Linked DNA regions of Gossypium hirsutum: region 1 is linked to region 2. The links are chromatin contacts, called in public Hi-C maps. All regions are on one chromosome and are shown on one strand. Each heading gives the region's core, a stretch centred on a gene start, on an enhancer-like site or on the middle of the called end of the contact. The rest is flanking DNA. Distances are from core to core; before and after follow the strand shown.

Region 1 (6,826 bases), core at 1,745-4,244, 43 kb after region 2:
ACTTCGTGACTAAATAAGTTTCTAATTAATAGGCGAAAAGCTAGAACTTAATTATAAATTATTTGATTCTTAATTACATATGTCCAATCGGTCCCTTCGCTAATTAATTGAAACCAGAGATGAATTACATGTAGACCAAATAGATATAATTGGATGGAAATGATCAAATTAGAGAAATGAGTCACATTCACAAATGAATGTGTTTTCTCACTAATTATAAAAATGTTTTGAGAATTAATTCAAGTTTTTAAAATTATTATTTAATTAATTAAATAATTGAAGTTTGAAAATGGAATTAAATTAATTAGTCATTGTAAATCTATTGAATATGGAAATTAAATATATTTTCTCATAGATTCTTTTACGGTAAAATTGTCATGACTTTAACAGAATTAGAATTGGGTTGAGAAAATTATTTTATTTAAAAAACTAATTTATCTAATTAAATTAATTAAAAAAATAATATTTATTTTGAAAATAAAAAACATGTATTGGGTTGAATTAAATTATAAAGTATTGGGCTAAAAATTCAAGAACCAAATATAATTAAATCCAATACATGAGAGGCACAAATCCCCTCATCATAAGAGAGAAGTGTGGCATACCTAGTATTATTTACTAGGGTGTTCTACCCACTCTATTCTACTTAGAGTAGAATATTATTTTCTATTAAATAAATATTACTTGTATTTTTATTAATTCAACCAAGATTTTTCTATCTCTCCTTATAAATAAATGGTACTAGTAGAACTATTTTCATATGTTTAACATAAGTTTCAAATATTATTATTCTGCTAGAAAGTAGTGAGAATTAATTTCCTACTAAAAGTAATAAATTGTTTTTGATTTTGTATTTGGTTTATGATTTTTCGGGTAAACACTCGAAGCAATTCGTGGTACAAGAATAGTAAAAAGGGTCGCTCAGTTAAAAGCCGAGAACGTCTAGGATTCGTCTCTCACAAAGCACAAGTATTTTTTGAGAAAAAGTTTATTACTATAAATATCACAAACTAACTCAGTTTTCAAAATTTTAATTTTCTGCTATGATAGAAAACTATTTTCTAAACTGAATTTTTTAAACACTTTAAAGGTTGCATCTAAGCTCAATAAGTCTGGCACTAATTGATTAAAAGTTATGATGGGTTCAATCATAATGATGCCTGGTTAATAATTAAAACCCAAACAACCTTTTATTCATGTAAAGATTATTCTGAAAACTCCTTTTTTAAGAGTTTCTCCTCCAATGCTTTCCATAATGTATATGTTGAGGTTTCTTTCTTGAATCTATACTTCTGCTCTCTAGAAAGATAAGATCAAATCGTACCACATGTCAAGCGATTGATGGTATTCCATTCTTTCTCCTCCATAGTTTCGAGTTTTTCTTCTTCAATGGTGTTGTTTAAACTCTACTGAAACAAAGCATCTAGTACCTTATTTTGCCACATGTTGAAATGCTTGGTTCCATCTAACAACTTGATATTGGAATAGGTAAGTTCTCGAGACAGAGAGATAGGTCAAAAGACACTCTTAATTGTCAAGTCTTTCTTAGTCAGAACTTTTCCTAAACACGTGCGTTTACATAGCAACACTTCTATCTAGCAACAAAGCCATTAAGGATTATCTTCAATAATGAAAATTTCTTTTCTATACGTGAAAGATCGGATAATTGCAACATAAAACATACTAAGAAAATTAAAACTTATTCTTTGAGGCTTTGATACCAATTGTTGGGAGATACCGAGTTATATCCCAGACAACTATAACTTTAATACTGAACACCAATATCAAATTAGAAATACTCAAATGTGACTAATTTTCAAATTTACTTGACAAATAACTATTGAATATTAAAAAGTGATAAAAAAATCAATTGATGCAAATGAAATAACTAAAGGTGAGAAACATAAAATTTATGAGGTTCAACAAATTACTTATTTCCCAGGAACCATAATTAGATGATAATTTCACCATCTTAAAAAATGTACAAACTAATGGAAACATTAATTAAAGGTTTCCCAAAATATAATGAGAAGAGAGAACAAATTTAGAATGGTTCATAAGTGAAGGCCTAAAGCCTTCACATATACTAGGGTTATAGTGGATATTTTGATTTTTTTCATTATGGGATTTAACAAAACAAAAGTGATGTGCGTTTCATGAACTAGAAAGATCATTTGAACATTTGAAGAATAGAAGAAAAGAGTTTGTTGTATCATTGGTGAAGAGAATAGCTGATGAAGATACTGATCGAATAGTAAAGTAGTACATGGATGGAAAGGAACCAAAAGGTTGAGTTTAAGAACCTCCATCCCCATTTTGGTTTATACTGAATAAGGATGATTGTCTCTGACTCCATTTATATTCTTTTTAAGCATGTACAAAAAGTTAAGAGTTGTAGCTCAATTCTACTCTCGTAGATCTTTTGTAATTATCGTTTTTTTTAGTGTGATACTATAACTTATAATAATTTTTTATACGAAATGAAATATTTTCTTTTTTTAAAAAAATAATCAGTTTGAATTTGAAATTAAATATAAATTTCTTATTCAAATATAAAAATCTAATTTATTCATTTGTGGTATGTAATAACTATAACTTAAGAAGTAGAAACTTCTTCAAAATACTTGAAGAATCCTATATGTGTTTCAATCAATCAAATTCTAGTTGGAAAAGTATAAAACTATGGAAAACTGGAAGATTTGAGAATACAGTAAATACAGCACGAGCTGATAAGGAAAGGTGTGGTCTTTTTCCATAAAACATTGTACATAGAGGTAGCAAAAGTAAATTGAAGCATGTGACTTTAGTAAGAAAATTTGGTGGTTGGTACATATTCACTTTAACAAAATTTCTGGACCCCATTCAATTTATGTGTATAAATTAATTAAAAGAAAAAGTTTTTTTGTTTTTACTTTAAATGACAATGGTCGCACAAAATAGAAGATTACAAGTGGTATACGTTTCCACATGGGATGGGAAGAGGTTGTCGCACTGTACACTCCCAAAGGTTGCTATCGAACATCAAAGAAGGATCCAGATGGGGTCGCCTTGCCTGCCCCCACATTTCCACTCCCGCTATTGCTTTGCTTTTGCTGTAACTTGGAAAGTAACATGGATTCTAGTTGACTCCAATTATATACTTATATCAAAGATGATAGGACACATTTAAATATGCTTACAATTGCTTATTGTTCATATTTTAATATTTAATAATGCTTATAACTAAACGTTGCATATTATGGTTAAAAATTAAAATGTTTTAATTGAGTTTTTAAATTATCATTATGTTAATTAAGTTTTTGGTTAGAATTATTTATATTAATATTTAAACATTTAATTAAATTAGTATCATGGGTCAACTAATCATCAGCCCGTTTAATGAGCTTATAAAAATATCTTTCTATGTATAAAATAATTTATATTAGGATAAGCTATACCCAATGTCATTGAGCTATTAATAAGTTTACGTTTCAGTCACTCAATTTTAAAAAGTTACAAAATGGTCATTGAATTATTTAAAAGTTTTCATTTAAGTCACTGAACTATTCAAAAGTTTTTATTTAAGTCATTAGGCTATTAATTTTTTTTCTTAAAAACCTGGGTAGCAAGATCCAAGAGATGACTCAACACTCAGTCTAGTGGATTAGTACCCATCAATGAATAGAAGAACATACATTAGATTCAAGTCGATCTAACAGTTAATGGTAGAGAATAGAGAAGAAAATTATTTTGGTTGTGATTCATAGATTCGTAATGTGCAAAGATGTTTTATGAAAAAAAAATTGGGCTGTAGAAGAGATAAGGAAAGAAAGCTTTTGATTGTTGTAGGCAGTGCGAACAAAGAAAGTCGTACAATAACGATTTTAACAACTCAGTGACTTAAATGAATACTTTTGAATAGTTCAATGACCATTTTGTAACTTTTTGAAGTTGAGTAACCATAATATAAACTTATTAATAATTTTATGACTTTGGGTATAGTTTATCCTTTATATCACTACTCGTGTAGTTTTGTCTTCTTATATAGTTAACAAGACCAATATATATATATATATTTGTTGCATGTGATGAGATTTGAGTCTTTGCCACTAGTATTTATAAAATCTTTTCTTTACTACTTCAACCAAAGGTTTATTTTAATAATTTTATACATTTCAATATTATTATACAAATTGTTTTACCCACATTGTTTGTATACATTGATAATATCGTAGATTGAGTTGATGTTACAAGTCAACTCAATACTAACTCAAGAAAAAATTACAATACCATGATAAACAATTTAAGTACATTTAATATTCTTAATATGATGTATTTACCAATTTAAATTTTATTTACTCACAATTTAAACTAATTTTTTTATTTTACTTTTGTAAATATTGCATGTGTTGTTGTTACTATTATTTTCAAACCTTACGTTCCATTATTTATTTTATGTTATTTTCACACGTTTATGCATGTGATAGAATTTTTAGTATTAATTAGGTCGTATTAGCCTAGTTATCGATTTGGACGTTAAGGCTTTACTTGGTAGAGTGAAAAGAAAATTGGAAGGAAAGAAAATTAAAAGGGTAGAAAACTAAAAGGATAAAAAATATAAATTTTCTTTCCATAGATGTACTTGGTAGGAAACATGGGAAAATAGAAAGAAAGAAGAAAAAAAGTATTTTTCTTCCCTTCCATTGCTTGGTAGAGTTGAAAAAATTAAAAGGAAAAAAAATAAAATATTTAAAAAATGTATTATTTTGAACTAATATACACATTTTTCTTATTATCTCTCCTCTCATCATCTCAATTTGGAAGGATTAGTTTTTATGGATTAGGGTGAAAAATGATCTCTCCTATTTTCCTTCCCCTCATTTTTCTTTCTTACCAAGCACACTCAACTTATATTTCTTTTCACTTTTTCACTCCCTCCTCTCATCCCTCCACTTTTCCACCTAAATGTCAACTTAAATATTATTTTAAAGCACATAGATTAAAACTTAAACATGTTTATGCGTACTACATGAGCAACTTGAATTTGAAGTGTTTAAAAAAATGTGCCATTAAAATTTACGAGGGCTATTATTATTTTTAACAAGTCTAATCCAAATGGCTTATGTGGTAGGTTTACATGTGTTTAAAATTGATTTATGTCTTTAAATCAAATTTGAGTTAATATTTACCACCTTAGGTTAAAAGCTTAATTACTATGATATTGGTATTTGAAAGATTTAATTAAAATATTTTAAATTTTAAAAATCAATTTAAAAGCTGAATATAATTTGAAGAGGTTGGGTAGAATTAACCCTACTTAATGAACAAATAGGAATAGTTAAACACTTATCATGCTTAAAATTTGATATTCTAAATATAATTGGTTAAATGCTCAAAGTTCAACTATTTAAGAGTTGCTTACATAAGGGTCAAAACATTTTAAAATGTTTATATAAGGGCCTAACCTTTATAAAAATGTTCAAATAAAGATTTTTCACGCACTTCAATCCAATTTAAGTAAAAACTAAATAAATTCTAACTTATTTAGAATAAAATACATAATAGTGGAATTAGATATTGCTTGAAGATAAAAGAAAATAATAAAAACATAATTTGTGACTTGATATACGATATTTGAGAAACCCTTATTTGAGTAGTTTAAAAAATGTTTAGTTTTTATTTGAGCACTTTAAAAAAAAATTAGCCTTATTCGAGTACTTTGAAAAGTTTAACTTTCATTTAAACACTTTTGTAAAGGATAAGCCTTTATATTAGTATTTTGAAAGATTTAACCGTTACGTGAACAACCCTTGAAAGGTTAGGCTCAATTTGAGTATTTAACCAATATAATTTATATAAATTTACATGAATTTAGTGGAATATTGAGACAAAGACTCGTGATGATCACAAGAATATTTTATCAAGTTGAAACTAAAAAGGAAAAGAAAAAAAGATGAAATAGCATGTTGGTGAAGCAGTTTAGAAATTTCCTAGAATTTATCTCCTTTCTGTGCAATTTGTAAGCTTTTCTCACTGATTTATGGAGCCTAAATATTGCTTTGGAAAAGCACATTGATTTCTTGTTGGCCCATTTGGCTCCTTGTAAAAGAGTGGACTGGAGAAGCCCATACAATTTCTCAATTTTGCACCACAAAAAATTGGATGGATCCTTATGCTTAATTTGAGGCAAATACAAGTCATCAGAGAGAGCCTGCTTAAACCAAAGCCCAAGGCACAAAATTACAAGTTACAATTTTATTAGTATTTCCCCCCTAAATTAACTAGGGATTGGATATTGTAATTTTTTTAATTTGAATTTATAATTTTTTGATATATTCAATTTATATATTTTTATTATGTTTTTTTTTCTAAAAATTGCATCCATTTTAAAGAGTGGTATCTGTTAAATATTTGAATTTATTTCATTCAATAATTTTGAAAAATATAAAAATTAAAAATAATCAAATATGTAAGTTTATATACATTCAAATTCATTATCTGTATAAATAAAGTTATATGAATAATGAATTTGGATAGAGGAACATAAATCAATGTAAATTCAAATAATGAATAAATATCTAAAAACCTACTATAAAATATATTTTTTGAATTAAAATTATTTATATCAACAAATGTTGGGTATATTATATTTTCAAGGAGATATACAAATTTAAACATTAAAATAGCATTGTTAGGAGAAAAACTATAAACCCAAAAAATAATATAAAAAAACTACTACAAATACTAAATTAAATAATTAATTAGATATCACACACCTAATTTTTAAAAGGTAAACTCGAACCAAAACGGGGATTTACCAATGCAAATGAAGCCTTGTTGAATAAGA
Region 2 (6,870 bases), core at 140-2,639:
GAAAAACTTCTCAAATGAGGATAAAAACCATGAGTAAAAGGAGATTTCACTATAATAAAATAAAAGCACAAGAGATGGAGAGAATTAAAGCAAAACCCGAAACCTAAAAGAAAAACCCTTCAAATCAAATAATAGAATTCTCTCAATCTAAAATAAATCTGTTATATCTAATCTAGAGTAAATATGGCTATTTATAGGCTAAAATTCGTAGTACAGTAGGACTAGAATACCTCTAGATTAATCACAGTTTAAATAGGAGACTGGAACAAAGTTTAACCGGGATAAGAAAAGTCGAAAAGTTGAATTGCACGTCGCTTCGTCGAGACGCTGCTTCTCTGCTTGTCAAGACGTCAAGATAGTTGCGTTATCAAGGCGAGCCTTTGTTTCTTGTCAAGACAAGACCACTATTTGGGTTGAATAAAGGCATTCTCCCCCAATATATATATTATATTATAGATATTATGTATATATTTTTTTAAAGATGTAATTAAATTCTATTACCCTGAATATAATTAATATCCTAATATTCATATTTTTTAATTATCATATGATGTTCAATAACACATTTACATATATAAGTAAGACACATGTACTTAAAAATTTACCCGATTCGGCTTAAAAAAGTCAACTTCATCTTAGTCATTGCTGAATTGAGCATCTTGACCTATTGAATGAGTCCAATTTGAATATCTTAATACTTGATTAAATTAAATTATTTTTATTAAGTAAATAAGTTCTTAATTAATTAAAATTTAATAGCTTTAATGGGTTAAAATACTATGTAAGCTCTTGTATAATGAATCATATTGCATTTTGCTCACTCTACTCATAAAATAGACAAATTAATCTCCATATGTTATATAAAAAAGAAAGTTTTTATGAAAAAAATCACTTAATTAAGCCCCAAGTAAAATAAAATAAAATAAAATAAACTTTTTCGTCAAATGAGAACCGTACTTATTAATGTGGAAATAAATATTAAAAATATAAAATTATAAAAAAGATATTCGAATTGGGTTCACTCTACAAATCCAATTGAACTTATTCCTTTTTAAACCAAAACCAAGCAGGCATTCGTATCTCATTTATAACTTTAAACAAAATCCAACTTATTTAATATTCCATACTAAAATGATTGTTCACTTCTTTACCTGTACTACATAACAATCAATCCGAGTAGACCCTACATAACAAATTGTACCATAAAACTTGCATGCAAATTAAAGTTGTGATGGAATATTGTAAACCTTAATGGTTTTAACAGGGCACAGTTGATGGTAAGGACAAAGAGGGGGCGGTCTGTGACTGAAGAAGAGCCATCCACCACTCGATTGCTGTGTGGTAATGTGAACACCAACACCATGCACATGACGGGCCATCCTGCTTTCTGGCCTATCAAAGTACATCTCTCCTCCTAAGGCTAAGGTACATGTTTGCCCCTCCACCCCAGGCCCACCCCGCTCTCTGCTTTTTATGATTTAACTCTTGATTAATCTGATTATTTGAATCTAAGTTATAATTTATTGGTTGGGTATTTTTTTTAAAAGATTATTCAGATTTGAATCGTAAAAATATTGTTTGTTGTAATATGTATTGGTAATAATTTACCTATATTTGATTTATACAAGTAAGATTTAAATGTGTGCCATCTTTTTTAAACTTAGGTTTCGTTTGTTTGTATGTAAAAAGTTTTACGGAAAATATTTTCTGCATTTTTTTATATTTGTTTCACATAAAATAGTTTCGTCAACGAAAAATAACTTACAGGTCAAGGTAAAATTTTTTATCTTTATATAAAAATTAAATTAAATTAAGCTTAATATTATTATATTGATAATAAATTTTATTTTTAATTTTAAAAATATTTAAAATATTATATTTTTTAATATTATTAAGCATACATATTTAATTATTTTTATTTATTCATATAATAAATTATTAATATAATAAATATAATATATTATTTTAATAAACTATTAATATTTCAATTTTATTTTAATAATAAATTAATAATTTAAAATAATTATATTCACATATTATTGAAAATATTCAATATTAATATTTTAATAATAAATATTTATTACAATTATAAATATATTAATAATAAATGTTTTGTAGTATAAATGTTAAAATATGTCATAAGTTTATGTACATTTCACAGATTTGTAATTTAGTCATTGTGCTTTTATTTTCAAGAATTTAGCCTCTTTACTTTTCAAATTTGAAATTCAAGTCCAATTATTAACATCGTTAATTTTTTTGGCCAATTTTGTTGATCTCACATTTTTAAATAAAAAATTCTCATTTAGTAGTCATGTAATTAAAAAATGACGTTGTAATAAATTTGAATTTAACATAATATTTTTTATATATGCAAAAACAATATAAAATATAAAAGTATAGATAAAAATAAATTCAATTAAACAATAAAAAAATAAAAAAAATCTTAAAATATGTTTGTTTAATTGAAAACAACTTTTATGAAATATTTTTAACAAATCTACCAAATAACAGAAAATATTTTACACAAATTCATTAAAATACCAGAAAATATTAATTTTTTAAAAATTATTTTTCAGAAATTATTGTAATATCTTTTAAAAATTTTGCATGTTTACAAAATTTGGATTCTACCCATCAAAATTTTTATCCAATTCTTGAGGCAAAGAAACTGATGGACCCTAGTAATTAATTCATTCAACTTTAGCTTTCACTTCATCTGATTTCTCCTTTCATTCCTCTTTTGAAATCATTGTAAGGGTAGACATTAATTTCATAGTGGTCCATAGGTGAAAAGTTGTCGCTTTCGTTTTGGTAATATATAAAAAGCCCCCACTTTGCATAAAAAAACGTGAGTATAGTCACATGAACGGTTTTGCTTTTCTATTATTGTAACTTTTTTTTCCTATTCCGGACAATGTATAGTGCATGCATTTCTGTTTATATTCATATTCATATATTTTTTACCCCAATTGATATATATGTATATGTATATTATATTCTTTCTTCAACTTATTTGTTTGTTTCCTGCTCTAGACCTTTCTTTCTTGGTTTAGAGCAGCAGTGAAAACTGCTTCAAGTTATATGTGTATATATATAATATACTAAAATATTTATAAAGTTAAATATGCTCATATTTCATATTCATTAGCATCACACCTCATATCTTTTAAGTTAACATCACCAGAAACCTAGAAACTTCTACTAAAAACTTCATAATATGATGATACCTATGCTCATATTTCATATTCATTAGCATCACACCTCATACCTTTTAAGTTAACATCACCAGAAACCTAGAAACTTCTAATAAAAACTTCATAATATGATGATACCTACTAGTTACAGTGATACCAATTAATTAATCATTATCAACTCCTTACTCAACTATGGAGACTACCCATTGTTAAGCACAATGTTCAATATGCTTCTTAATAAAGTCTATGCATCACAGGACCTAACAATTCCTTTAACTTTTGGGTTCGGAGAATGATTATTATCTAGTAAAATTTCAAATGATGGAGGATTATACCAAAGTACTATATATAGGTCATTGGGTAGTTTTGAGTCAATACTTGATTGTGTAGTTGTAGTCATCATATTTTTCTACAAATCAACCTTACCCAACCAATGTCATTGAGTGGGTGAGATTATTGGGCCTCTCAGGCTTGATGTATAAGAGAAGTACTTTACGAGCAATTGGAGCTTTAATAAGAGAGGTGGTGAAAATTGATTACAATATTAATTGTGGTGTGAAGAGGTTTGCTAGACTTGTTAGAGTTGTGTGACCTAAATTCTAAGAGATTGTTTGCAAGTCAAGTTAAACAAAATCTAAGAGATTGCTTGCAAGTCAAGTTAAACAAAATCTAAGAGATTGCTTGCAAGTCAAGTTAAACAAAATATATTTTCTTCTCATCTATTTATAGTTTTTTTGGTTGCTTATCTCAATCACAGTAATGACATCATTGAAGTATGAAATTCCGTTGTTGGATCACAACACCAGATTCGTATTATGGAAGATAAAGATGCAGACAGTTATTGCGCAAATGAATTTGGAGGATGCCCTGCTAGGGATAGATAAGATACCTTCGAAGTTGACGTAGGAAGAAAAGAAGTGTAAAGATCGAAAAGACTTAACGCAATTACATTTGCATTTGTCTAACAAAATTCTGCAGGATGTGATGAAGGAGAAAACCGTCGTTACATTATGGGTGAACCTGCAGCAGCTATGCATGTTGAAAACCCTAATTAGTAAGTTACATATGAAGTAATTTCTTTATACTCATCGTTTGGAGGAAGGTGTGTCTGTGCACGAACACTTAACTGTGTTTAAAGAAATTCTTTTGAACCTGGAGGCCATGGAGGTTCAATATGATAAAGAAGATTTAGGGTTGATTCTACTTTGCTTGTTGCCCCGTTTTATTCAACCTTTAGAGACACGATTTTGTATAGCCACAAATCTCTCACAGTTGACGAAATCTATGCTTTTTTGACCTTGTATGACAAGATGAAACATCTTGTGGTTGGATCCGACTCTCAATTAAAGGGTCTCATTGTTCGTAGGAGACAAGAACAAAAAACTGATGATGATTATGGAAGGACATAGGAATGAAATCCTCGTAGTAAATCTAAGGGTAGGTTAAGATCTTCAAAAAGAGGTAAAAACTATAACTTCTGCAAGAAGAAATGGCACATTAAATCTGAATGCTATAAGTTGCAGAAGAAGATCAAAAGGGAGGCTGCGAATCAAAAGGAAAAACAACCAGAAAAATCTGGTGAAGCTAATGTTGTAGAAGACTACAGCGATGGTGAACTCCTAGTTGCTTTTGCCAATAATTTTAAAGTGAGCGAGGAAAGAATTCTTGATTATGGCTGCACTTTTCATATGAGTGCCAATCGAAATTGGTTTACAACTTATGAAACATTGTCTGAAGGTGTTGTTTTGATGAGAAATAATGTTTCATGTAAAATCACAGGTGTTGGCACAATCAAAATCAAGATGTTCGATGAAGTCGTTAGAACACTAGTAGCGTCTAACATGTACCAGAATTGAAGAGGAATTTGATTTCATTGAGTACTCTTGATTCAAAAGATAGTAGAAAGTGGGGTTCTGAATATTAGCAAGGGTTCCCTTGTTGTGATGAAAAGGCATAGAAAAACTACCAAGTTATATGTTTTGCAGGGTTCTATTGTTACTGGTGATGTAGTTGTCACTTCATTTTCCTTGTCAGATGATGATGTTACTAGAATTTGACATAAGTGTCTAGGGCATATGAGTGAGAACGACATGGAAAAATTAAGCAAAAGAGAACTTCTTGATGGGCAAGGAATTTGCAAACTGAAGTTCAGTGAGCATTGTATTTTTGAAAAGCAAAAGAGAGTTCAATTCACCAGAGGAATCCATAACATGAAGGGAACTTTTGATTATATTCATTCTAATCTTTGGGGACCATTCATAGAGTCTTCGAGAGATTGAGCTAATTATATGTTAACACTTATTGATAATTTTTTTAGAAAAATTTGGGTGTTCTTCCTGAAGTAGAAAAGTGATGTGTTTTCTGCATTCAAGTCTTGAAAAACTATGGTTGAGAAATAGACAGGAAAATAGATAAAACACCTCTACACAGATAATGGCTTGGAGTTTTGTTTTGATAAGTTTAACGAATTGTGCAAATTAGAAGGGATCGTGAGACACTTGACAGTTCGTCATACTCTACAGCAAAACAGCGTTGCAGAACAAATGAACAAAACAATTATGAAGAAGGTTCAGTGTACATTGTCAAATTCTGATTTAACGAATTCGTTTTGGGTTGAAGTAACCTCTACTGCATGTTTTTTGATCAACCAATATCCATCTATTGCCATTGAGAAAAAGACTCCACAAGAGGTATGGTATGGTAATCTTGCTGATTATTCTGATTTAAAGATTTTTGGGTCCCTTGCGTATGCTCATATTGATAATGGAAAATTGAAACCGAAATCAATTAAATGTGTTTTCCTTAGTTATAAGCCTGGTGTAAAAGGGTATAAGTTATTATGTCCTAAAAATAGAAAAGTTGTGATTAGCAGAGATGTTATTTTTGATGAAATTGCTATGCTGCCTAACTTATCTCTTAAAGACTCTTTAAATAAAGAACAACAAAAACAGGTGGAACTTCAGATTGATCCAGTATCTACAACAGAGTCGACTCCTCAAGTTAGTATAGAAATTCAGAACAAAGTTATTTGTTCAACACAATATTCTTTTACCAAAAATAAAACTAAAAGAGAAATTAAACCTCTGAAGAGATATGTCGAGGCTGATCTAGTTACTTATACTTTAAATGTGGCTAAAGATATATATGCTAATCAAGAGCCATCAACTTATTCCGAGACAGTGAGTTGTGAAGACTCAGAAAAGTGAATGTTTTCCGTGCAAGAGGAGATGAAATCACTCCACAAGAACAAAACATGGAATCTTGTGAAGCTTTCTAAAGGTAAGAAGGTTGTTCGTTGTAAATGGGTGTTCAAGAGGAAATAAGGGACTCTAGGATTTGAAGAACCTAAATATAAAGTAAGACTTAGTTATAGTTAGATTCCAAGTGTGGACTTCACAAATGTATTTTCTCCAGTTGTGAAGCACAATTCAATTCGAGCCTTGCTTGGTATTGTGGCCATGGATGATTAGGAGCTCGAATAGTAAGACTTTGATATGTTAAATGTAGAGGTTACCAAAGAAGAAGTTAAAGTAGTTTTATTCGATATGGCACCCATTAAGGAACCAGGCTATAATGATTTTTAAGCTCAGTTTTTATAGTCTGAATAGAATGCAGTTGGAGATTTAGCCTTCTAGTTGGTTAGGAAAATGTTTAACGTGAATATTTTAGAGCT

Evidence for each region. A called contact is a pair of places that touch in the nucleus more often than the background predicts.
Region 1: a contact with region 2 is called in a Hi-C map of leaf, with 2.1 times the contacts expected there. The contact joins two enhancer-like sites. A contact is called at or near these places in 7 of 34 Hi-C or Micro-C datasets (callus, cotyledon and leaf).

What each region holds. Positions count from the first base shown.
Region 1 is chrA02:99,022,092-99,028,917 of Gossypium_hirsutum_v2.1, forward strand. No RefSeq gene overlaps it. Among protein-coding and RNA genes, the nearest start is that of LOC107952318, 26 kb to the right of the region's middle. Within about 2 kb of position 2,995, at least 3 of the 9 cell types and tissues checked have an H3K27ac peak or open chromatin away from gene starts, as enhancers often do. A contact at or near this core is called in leaf, where this site is marked.
Region 2 is chrA02:98,980,627-98,987,496 of Gossypium_hirsutum_v2.1, forward strand. No RefSeq gene overlaps it. Among protein-coding and RNA genes, the nearest start is that of LOC107951681, 13 kb to the left of the region's middle. Within about 2 kb of position 1,390, at least 2 of the 9 cell types and tissues checked have an H3K27ac peak or open chromatin away from gene starts, as enhancers often do. A contact at or near this core is called in leaf, where this site is marked.